2 separate regions of the Sus scrofa genome follow, and region 2 is linked to region 1. The links are chromatin contacts, called in public HiChIP or PLAC-seq maps. All regions are on one chromosome and are shown on one strand. Each heading gives the region's core, a stretch centred on a gene start, on an enhancer-like site or on the middle of the called end of the contact. The rest is flanking DNA. Distances are from core to core; before and after follow the strand shown. Region 1 has its middle 240 kb from the start of BTG1. Region 2 has its middle 80 kb from the start of BTG1.

Region 1 (4,177 bases), core at 925-3,424:
CCAGCAAAACTGCAGGCACCTCCCTTGGTCTCAGACATTACAAACAGGAAACTCTACCCATGAACTAACCTTTGCCCTGTCCTTTCCTGAAACAAAGAACAGCTGTTCTCCCACGTGGATGTGCCTGGAGGAAAGAAGGGCCCCTTGGTGTTCTTAGCTGACTACAAAGAAATGACTTGGCTTCAGACAGATTAGTCACAGGTACATACAGCAGACTGCAGAGTCAGTGTACTGAGGCATCTTAGTTTTTATAAGTATTTGTCTCTGGTAGAGTGCTGTCAACCTTGGCCAGGAAATCCTGGGATCTTAGGTCCTATGGAGAAAATACAATTCATTCCTTGGATGATAGATTGAGCTTTAAAGAAATTATGCAGCAGCGATGTTTTAAGTGCTTTTTATCTAATTTTCAGCACACAAGTCCATTCACACATCAACCAAGCCTTGGGAACAGCTTTAGCTATTGTTTGTGGCAGTGGTTATTATGTTGTTTGTTTATGCTTGGGTCTACTTCTTTGACTTAATTCTAAGATACGCTATCAATTTAGTGACAATATTTTAGGGGAAGAAGATGAAAAAGATGTAAGTTTAATGTATGGTTTAATTTTGAAATAATCTGATTTCAAAAAGGTTTAAATACATATACGGGGGTGGGGATATGAAAAGGTATGCTTTATAATAAAAATTTCCAGGAGGGAGGAAATCAAAGATTTCCACGGGAACTAGGAATTTTATAAATCAGTGGCATCCAAAGCTCTGTTTTCAAACAGAGAAATTTGAGGCTCTAAAAGGCTAAGAGATTTGCTTCAAGTTCTAGAGGGAATTACTTGATAATGAAGCCACAGCCAGAAACCTCATTTCCCAACCTCAAGGTTGGTTTGCTTTCCAGAACACTAGAACACTCCAAATAATTTCTGCAACAAAAATAATCTCACCATTTCCCCTCATATTTATGGCTGAGAAAACCACTCAGTGATCAAGGCACCTAAGTAAATAAAATGTATCATAACTGGGTACATTTCAGCCAAGAAACAAGGGAAAGATCATGTCACTTCAGTTCTCAACAAGCTCTTTTGTTAATTTATTCAACGGCTGTTATCTTGAATAGGTGACACCCACATATCAAATTGCATTTTGGTCTATTGCAATGACTAGTTTTCCTTGTTCTTTGGTTCCTAAAGCCAATTATTCTCTTTAACACCTTTGGAGATGCTAAGTGAGGCTAATGAGAGCGGATTTCTTGTGTGTTTATTAGTCATCACCATCACCTCACATATGTAGATATATTTTTAATACTTTCAGAGTGTCAATAAATTATGTTTGAGCCTCAAAAGAATATCATAAAGCAGCTATCACCTCCTAGGAAATACAAGCTTCACTGGCAGAAGAGTGGTGAAAGATGTGGTTTCAGACCATTAGAGTTTCAAATCCTTCTCCTGTCACCAGCTGTGTGGCCCTGAGTAAGTTACTTCACCCCTGAGTGCTTCAGTGCCTCATCCGTAATATGAAGCAATAAAAGAAGCTGTCTTGTGTACTTGTTTTTAGAATGAAGATAATCCATGCAAAATGTTTATCAAGTCACGTGGCATAGTCTCTCCAATACTATTAGCTAGACTATTTATAAATTAGGTATTGATAGCCCCCAATAACTAACACTTAATGAATGCCTACTATGTACCAAGTACTATATTCTAAGAACCTCACAAGCAGTAACTCAGTTTTCACAGTGACTGTTGGAGGTGAGAACGACGATTACTATGTCTGTTTTGCAAATGAGGAAATTGAGACACGCAGACAAAGTCACTTGCCCCAAGTCTCGCAGGTGGGAGATTGTAGAGCCAGGGCTGGAACTCAGAAGGTCGGGTCCTTGGCTCGCTCTGTTTCCCAGAACAGGCTGTGTGCTAGGCCTGCGGGGGCGACAGCAGTGAGAACCCCATGGTTCCTGCCTTCCTGAAAGCCAATGCAATCTCCCTAAAGGAGAGAGGAGCTCTCTGCAAAATGGTGGGACGAAAGAGCGAGCTCTGAACTCTTCCTAGGAGCTTTGGAAAGGGTCGGTTATCCTAATCCTCCTGTTGTTTAGATCTGCTTGCTCCCTTCTCTGCGGGCCACACACATCCCTAAGCTGAGAATCACCGGTTACCTAACCTCTGGTCCCTCCCACAGCACTTGCTACCCTATCTCAAAAAGCCACCCGACTCAGATTCCAGGTCCCTGACCACCTCTATCACGCGTCCTGTCACCTTCATGATACTCTTTCCAACATTCTACATTTCCTTTCCGTGGGTTGTTAGGTGAATACACGCTTGGCCCTCAGTGAGGACTCCTTGTTCGACATGGCACACACTACAAAGATGATGATTCAACACACATTTCTGAGCGTATCCAGTCTATACGCTGCAGGGCTAGAAATGAATTCATGCTTCTTTGATGCCACAGTGCCATCTCTCCTGAGGGTGGGGCCTGTATTTCTTCGGCATCCAATTTCTCACAAGTATATGATTTCTACTTTTGCAAAACAGGACGTTGTTTAACCAAGTTCTTATGGGAGGAAGCACAGCCCAGTGAGCAGAACAATGATTTGAAAGTCCTGGGTTCTATTTTCAGCTCCACTGTTGACTAGCTGTGCATTCAGCCCTTGGAAGGTCAAAGCAGAAGGGCCTTGCACCGCTGACTTTCTCTGCATGTACAGCTCTAGATGGAAAACAAAACAGGCATCTGGCTCTCAGCCTTGAGAAGCTGTGGTCTTTGGAGAATAGATGTGTAGTCACACTTTGTTTTCTTTTTAAAGCAAAAGAACAGAACAAACTCTCTTGGGGTGGGGGAGAGAGAGGGCGGCTGCAAAACGAGCTGGCAGAGAACCTAAGAGAGAAACCCAATCACCTTTTAAACAATCCAGGGGTTAAGGGACTGTTCGAACCATTTCAATCAAAGAAGCCTCTCCGGAGTAAGTTGGAGTTGCCTGCGTTCTAACATGGAAGAGGCTAAGGTTTGAAAGACTTCTCCAAATTTGAACAATGCCAGGTGTCCAGAACTCTTCCTATAGGGCAGACAGGAGATGCTAGTGAGTGAGGCTTGTGGGCAAAGGTGGAAGCACCGGCCCCCTCTAAAGCCATCTGCTGCTACCCAGCACCAGCTGCTTGTCATGGGGAGAAGCCACTGTTGCCTACACAGCTGAGCTTTCAAGAAAAACTAAACAATTAAAATTTTGTTCTTAGAACTTCACTTTAAATGACGGAGCCTAATCAACATTTAGAGTCACTGAGCAGGCAAACTGAACTTAGCAAAGCCTAGGCGATGCACTCTCTATCGCTCCTATCTAAAGATGGGATGGAGTTCCTTAAGGATTTTAATTATGTGCTCTGCTATGAATGGGTAGAAATTACACACCAGACAAAAGCTGTTAGCAGTGGCACTCAAACTTGGCTGCACGTGGGAATACCATTAAAGACAATGATACCTGGCTCCCAACACAAAGATTCTGATTTAATTAGAGTGGGCTGCTGTCTGAGTATTGGAATTTCCAAATACTCCCCGAGTGACTCTAATAGGCAATCTTGATTGAGAAGCACTGTTATAGGGTATTATAAAAAAGTAAAAGAGTTTCAGAAATTTGTGAGTTTTTAACTTGATAAAATGCACAGCTAATCCCTAGCTGACATGGGTCAGGGAACTGATATTCAATCTGAACTGCTTTTTCTTTTTTTAACTGGGACTCTTAGCTCTAGCATCATTGCTGGTGGCCTTAATGTTTTTGAGCTCATTTGGAAACAGTGCTGCCAACAGGGGATTTCTGGGCAAATAAGGGTATTGTTATAAAGGTCAAACACAACAAAAACCAAAGGACAAGTGCAAGCCTAAGCACAGATAAGTATTTATAGGGGAAATTAATTCGGTGTAGGATGGCCGTGAACGAGGGGCTAGAGCAAAGTGAGCCTTTTACAAGTGAAATTTAATCTGTGTCTACATTCTAATGGCTGTAAGACTCACCCTATGAAGCTAAGAATTGGTACATAAAATTAATATTTTCCATTTTTTTTCTTCCCTATGCATTTTTGTGGGCCTTATGCATTATAAAAAAACATGACAGAGCCTCGGGGCGATACCTCTGGCTGGTCCTCGTTTCAGCTTTGGTTTCTCTTGCTGTATTTCTCATAAGAGATATTAGTGTGCGTTGAATATA
Region 2 (4,177 bases), core at 906-3,405, 320 kb before region 1:
AGCCCACTCTTTTTTCTATAGGCTGGCTATCCACTCCAGGATATAGCATAGCTAATAAACTTTCATGCTTATTAAATTTTTACTAAGCATTCTGAGATCCCTCATACCTCTACCACTTTGTTAGTCCACTTTTTTAAAAAAAGCACTAGGAGGAGATTATTATTTTGTATGTTGCAAGTGAGCAAACTGAAGCTCAGAAAGGTTAAGTGTTTTGCACAAGATCACACAGTTAGAAGTTGTTGGTGAGATTTGAGTTGATTCAGTCATTTATTCAATAAATATTTACTATTAAGTGTCAGGTCTACATGACTCTAAAGTAATATTCTTTCCCCTAATTCTTCCTAGTAAAATAAATGATATAATAATATCCTATCATTAATAATGTTCTCTCAAAAAGTGGAGCAGGGAGTTCCCTTCGTGGCTCAGCGGTTAACGAACCTGACTAGGATCCATGAGGAAGTGGGTTCGATCCCTGGCCTTGTTCAGTGGGTTAAGGATCCAGCGTTGCCCTGCGCTATGGCGTAGGTGGCAGACACGGCTCAGATCCTGTCTGGCTGTGGCTGTGGTGTAGGCCGGCAGCTGCAGCTCTGGTTTGACCCCTAGCCTGGGAACTTCCAGATGCCGTGAATACGGCCCTAAAAATAAAAAACAAAAAACAAAAAGGGAAGCAGTTTGGCCTTATGGCTTAGAAAAAATATAATCAGCTGATTGGCCTGGCCGAGCAAGTATCCACATGGCTCAACATGACTCTACTTTCAAAGCTGGAGGCTTAAAAAGAATCGTCCTGCACAGTCAGAAGTGCCATTCTCAGACAAGAATATGTGAGTGTGTGTGCTTAACTGCCTATAAAACTTTGTGAGGATGATACACTTCGGAACTTCTACTTATTCGAAAGTTGAAAAGAAGTGAAAATCAGTATATGCAACTCACTAAAGAGGGAAAAGCCAACTGTCCCAGGGCTTTGTAGTTATAAAGGCAGGATGATCCTTTTCAGTAACATAAATGATGCGTTTTAGCCTCATACCAATCCTGTGAGATCCAGAGGGTGGTGGTTGTTGTGCCCACTCCTGAGAGACTGAGGTTTGGGTTGTAAAGGTCATGGACACCTAGGCATGTCCAAATTCACATCACTATGTAATGGCAGGACTAAGGTTTGAACTTAGGTTCTACCTGCTCTTTCTGGTATGCAGCCTGCATTGGTCAGGATGAGCCAGGTTATGCTGCAGCAACACATGGCCTTCAGATCGCAAGGGCTCACAGTAACAAAGCTTGATCTCTTTTTCATGTCCCATGTTACCTGTGGCTTCGATGTAGTTTGTGTTTACAGCTGGACCCAGAGGACAAAGCGACCTCTACCTGGAATAGCCAGTTACGGGGCAGAGTGAGAGCAAGAGGGATGGACCTCACACTGGCTCTTAAAGCCTCTGGTAGAAGGTGGCCACCAGGAATTTCCTGGTGGCACAGTGGCTTAAGGACCCAGCGTTGCCACTGCTGTGGCATTACTTCGATCCCTGGCCTGGGAACTTCCACATGCCTATGCGGTGGCCAAAAAAAAAAAAAAAAAAAGAATAAAGTGACCGTCATCCTCAGGTCATTGGCCAGAACAAGTCACGTGGCCTTGTGCCCACACAATATAGCAGAGATGTATTATCTCTGGGGCCTCTCCCACAGCGAGAGGCCCCAAAGAGGAGTAAAACTGCTTCCGTTTCTATCAGCGTAGTGATGAAGGAAGGCATCGTGATCCTCCTTCCCACGTACAAGGAAGTTATTCTCTAATCAATACGGTACCAATTAAGAAACATTTCAGATAGGACCGACCCATCTCACATAATGTAAACACGAAATGATTAAACGAACTTAATATTTTAAAAAGCAACAGTCCTAAAATATGCCTGTTATGCATGAAACCCGCATTGGCAAAGAAAGCAGCTTTTGCTCTGGGAATAAACTTTCCGTTTCTGGCAGGAGAATTGGATAGCAACACTGAAGTGGTCCAGTGAATGGGCGTTAGAGTGTTATATTTGAATGTGTAATGAATAAACATTGGCAGAAACCCCGTTTGCCACGTGACTCCAAAACAAACACCAGTCAGTAGGGAACTACCAGCTGTGCTGAGCAGGGGGAAGAAAAAAAAAAAGCAAAAGCACACATACACCCTCCATCCTTGGAGCAAAAATCCCCTGCTGAAATCACCTCCCCCTAGAAGGCAGGGCACAGTGGAGTCTTACACGTGTTCCAGCACACAACCCCACCCCTGGAAAGTCCTCCTGGTAAAGCCATTTAAACAAAGTTCAGAGGAAGACAGAAGTAGGACATGAAACAGAGTTCAGGCATTCACAGAATCTTGCTTTCCCTTGTGTCAAGTGGCAGTTTTTGTTTTTGTCTTTTAAAGGAGCATTTAGCAAAAGTTTAAAGTAGCTAATTTCTAATGTCGGCTGACTTAAAATGTCCCTTGCAATTCTAAGCTCCTATGATTCTGTAAAGAAGTTTCTGGGGTGAGAAGCAACAAATCTATTTCCTTTTTTTGTTATTTTATGATTTTTATTTTTTCCATTATGGTTGATTTACAGTGTTCTGTCAATTTCTACTGTACAGTAAAGTGACCCAGCTATACATATATATATGAGTGTGTGTGTGTGTGTTGTGTATTTTTTTCTTCTTCTCACACTATTCTCCATCATGTTCCTTCATGCAACTCTATTTTCTTATTTAAGGATTGAAATAAAGAAAAAAAGGATGTGCCTTATATAATAAAATTTAACAGGGAACAACACTAAAAAAAATGTTCTATAAACTATAAAGTTGTCTTGTATTAGGCAATCTGCATATAAAATTCTCTTGCTTAAAATTTTTTGGCATTGAGTCCAGACTTGCTTTGTTGAAGTGACACTTCTCTAATACTCTTTCAGGGTAGGGAGGGAGGAGGAATGCCCTGACTTAGAACTTCACCTTAGACGCTCAGTAATGGTCACCCAAGGGAAGACTCATAAAGAATCACTGCCCTTTAGTTAACTTTCAAGTATGAGACACACTGTCCTCGGATAAAGGAGAACCATTACTGCCTGTCACATTTTAGATTAAATAATTACATTTCTATGTCTTGCTTTTTTCTTATGACTTTAAATAGAATTCATGGTGAAAGGAACCTAGATTACTAGGAAATGTTTCTGAGTAGGTCGAATTGTGCTTTTCTGAAATGCTTAGACGGAACGATAATTTTACTGGCATAATTGTTGCTAGCAAACCTCCACAACTGATATTCATATTTTAATGTAGCTATAAGTAAAATTGTGTCTCGGGTACCAAAATGCCAAAATGGAATATATAAGTGAAAGAAAGTAATGGTGGCAGGGGAGAAATGCATGTTAACTATGTTTCTCTGACACCAGACTTGGCAGCCTGCTGCTTCTCTAGATACTTTCTATAGAAAGAATTAATGGGCAGGAGATGTGTGGTCTTTTTTTGAATCTAACTGGATATAGAAACTCCTCTGATGGGTAACAGAGGCAGGTAGTACAAGAGGGAAGCCCACAAGAAAAGATGAGGTTCATGTTGGGAAGAGAGGATGAATTACAGTGTCACAGGATCAAAAGGTTTGAAAGAGGGTTGGGTCAATTGGGTCTTAAGCACACCTGTCTTCCTTCCAAACTAGTTCAAATTTCTCTTTGACTCCTAAATCAAATGTTTGGTAGGTAGTAGTAAGATTCAGTGAAACTCTACAGGGAATTAATAATTATATATGTGCATACATATATGGATGTGTGTATACATAGACACATGCACATATCTGGGGGATATATATAAAAATATATATGGCTGTGTATCTATATATCTGTATGGAGAGACATATAGGTACAGATAAATACACATACATGTGTATATAGATAGATACTCACATACATATGGGTATATATACATACACAAATACAGACCTTCCTTGATTTATGATAGGATTACACCCTGATAAGCCCATTGTGAATTCAAAATGTCATAAATCAACGATATATTTAATACACCCCATCTACCAAATTTCACAGTTCAGCCTAGCCTACTGAAACGTGCCTTACATTAGCCTTCGGTTGGGCAAAATCATTTAACATAAAATCTGTTTTATAATGAAGTGTTGAATATCTCATGTAACTTATTACATACCCTAAGTGAAAAATGGAATGATTGC

What was found. HiChIP or PLAC-seq counts read pairs in DNA pulled down with a chosen protein or histone mark.
Region 2: an H3K27ac HiChIP or PLAC-seq map of skeletal muscle shows a contact between it and region 1, with 4 times the contacts expected there. The contact joins two enhancer-like sites. A contact is called at or near these places in 1 of 47 Hi-C or Micro-C datasets (embryonic fibroblasts) and 1 of 2 datasets of contacts at active chromatin or transcription factors (skeletal muscle).

The regions. Positions count from the first base shown.
Region 1 is chr5:90,568,863-90,573,039 of Sscrofa11.1, reverse strand. No RefSeq gene overlaps it. Among named protein-coding and RNA genes, the nearest start is that of BTG1, 240 kb to the left of the region's middle. Within about 2 kb of position 2,174, at least 13 of the 83 cell types and tissues checked have an H3K27ac peak or open chromatin away from gene starts, as enhancers often do. A contact at or near this core is called in skeletal muscle, where this site is marked.
Region 2 is chr5:90,893,344-90,897,520 of Sscrofa11.1, reverse strand. No RefSeq gene overlaps it. Among named protein-coding and RNA genes, the nearest start is that of BTG1, 80 kb to the right of the region's middle. Within about 2 kb of position 2,155, at least 29 of the 83 cell types and tissues checked have an H3K27ac peak or open chromatin away from gene starts, as enhancers often do. A contact at or near this core is called in skeletal muscle, where this site is marked.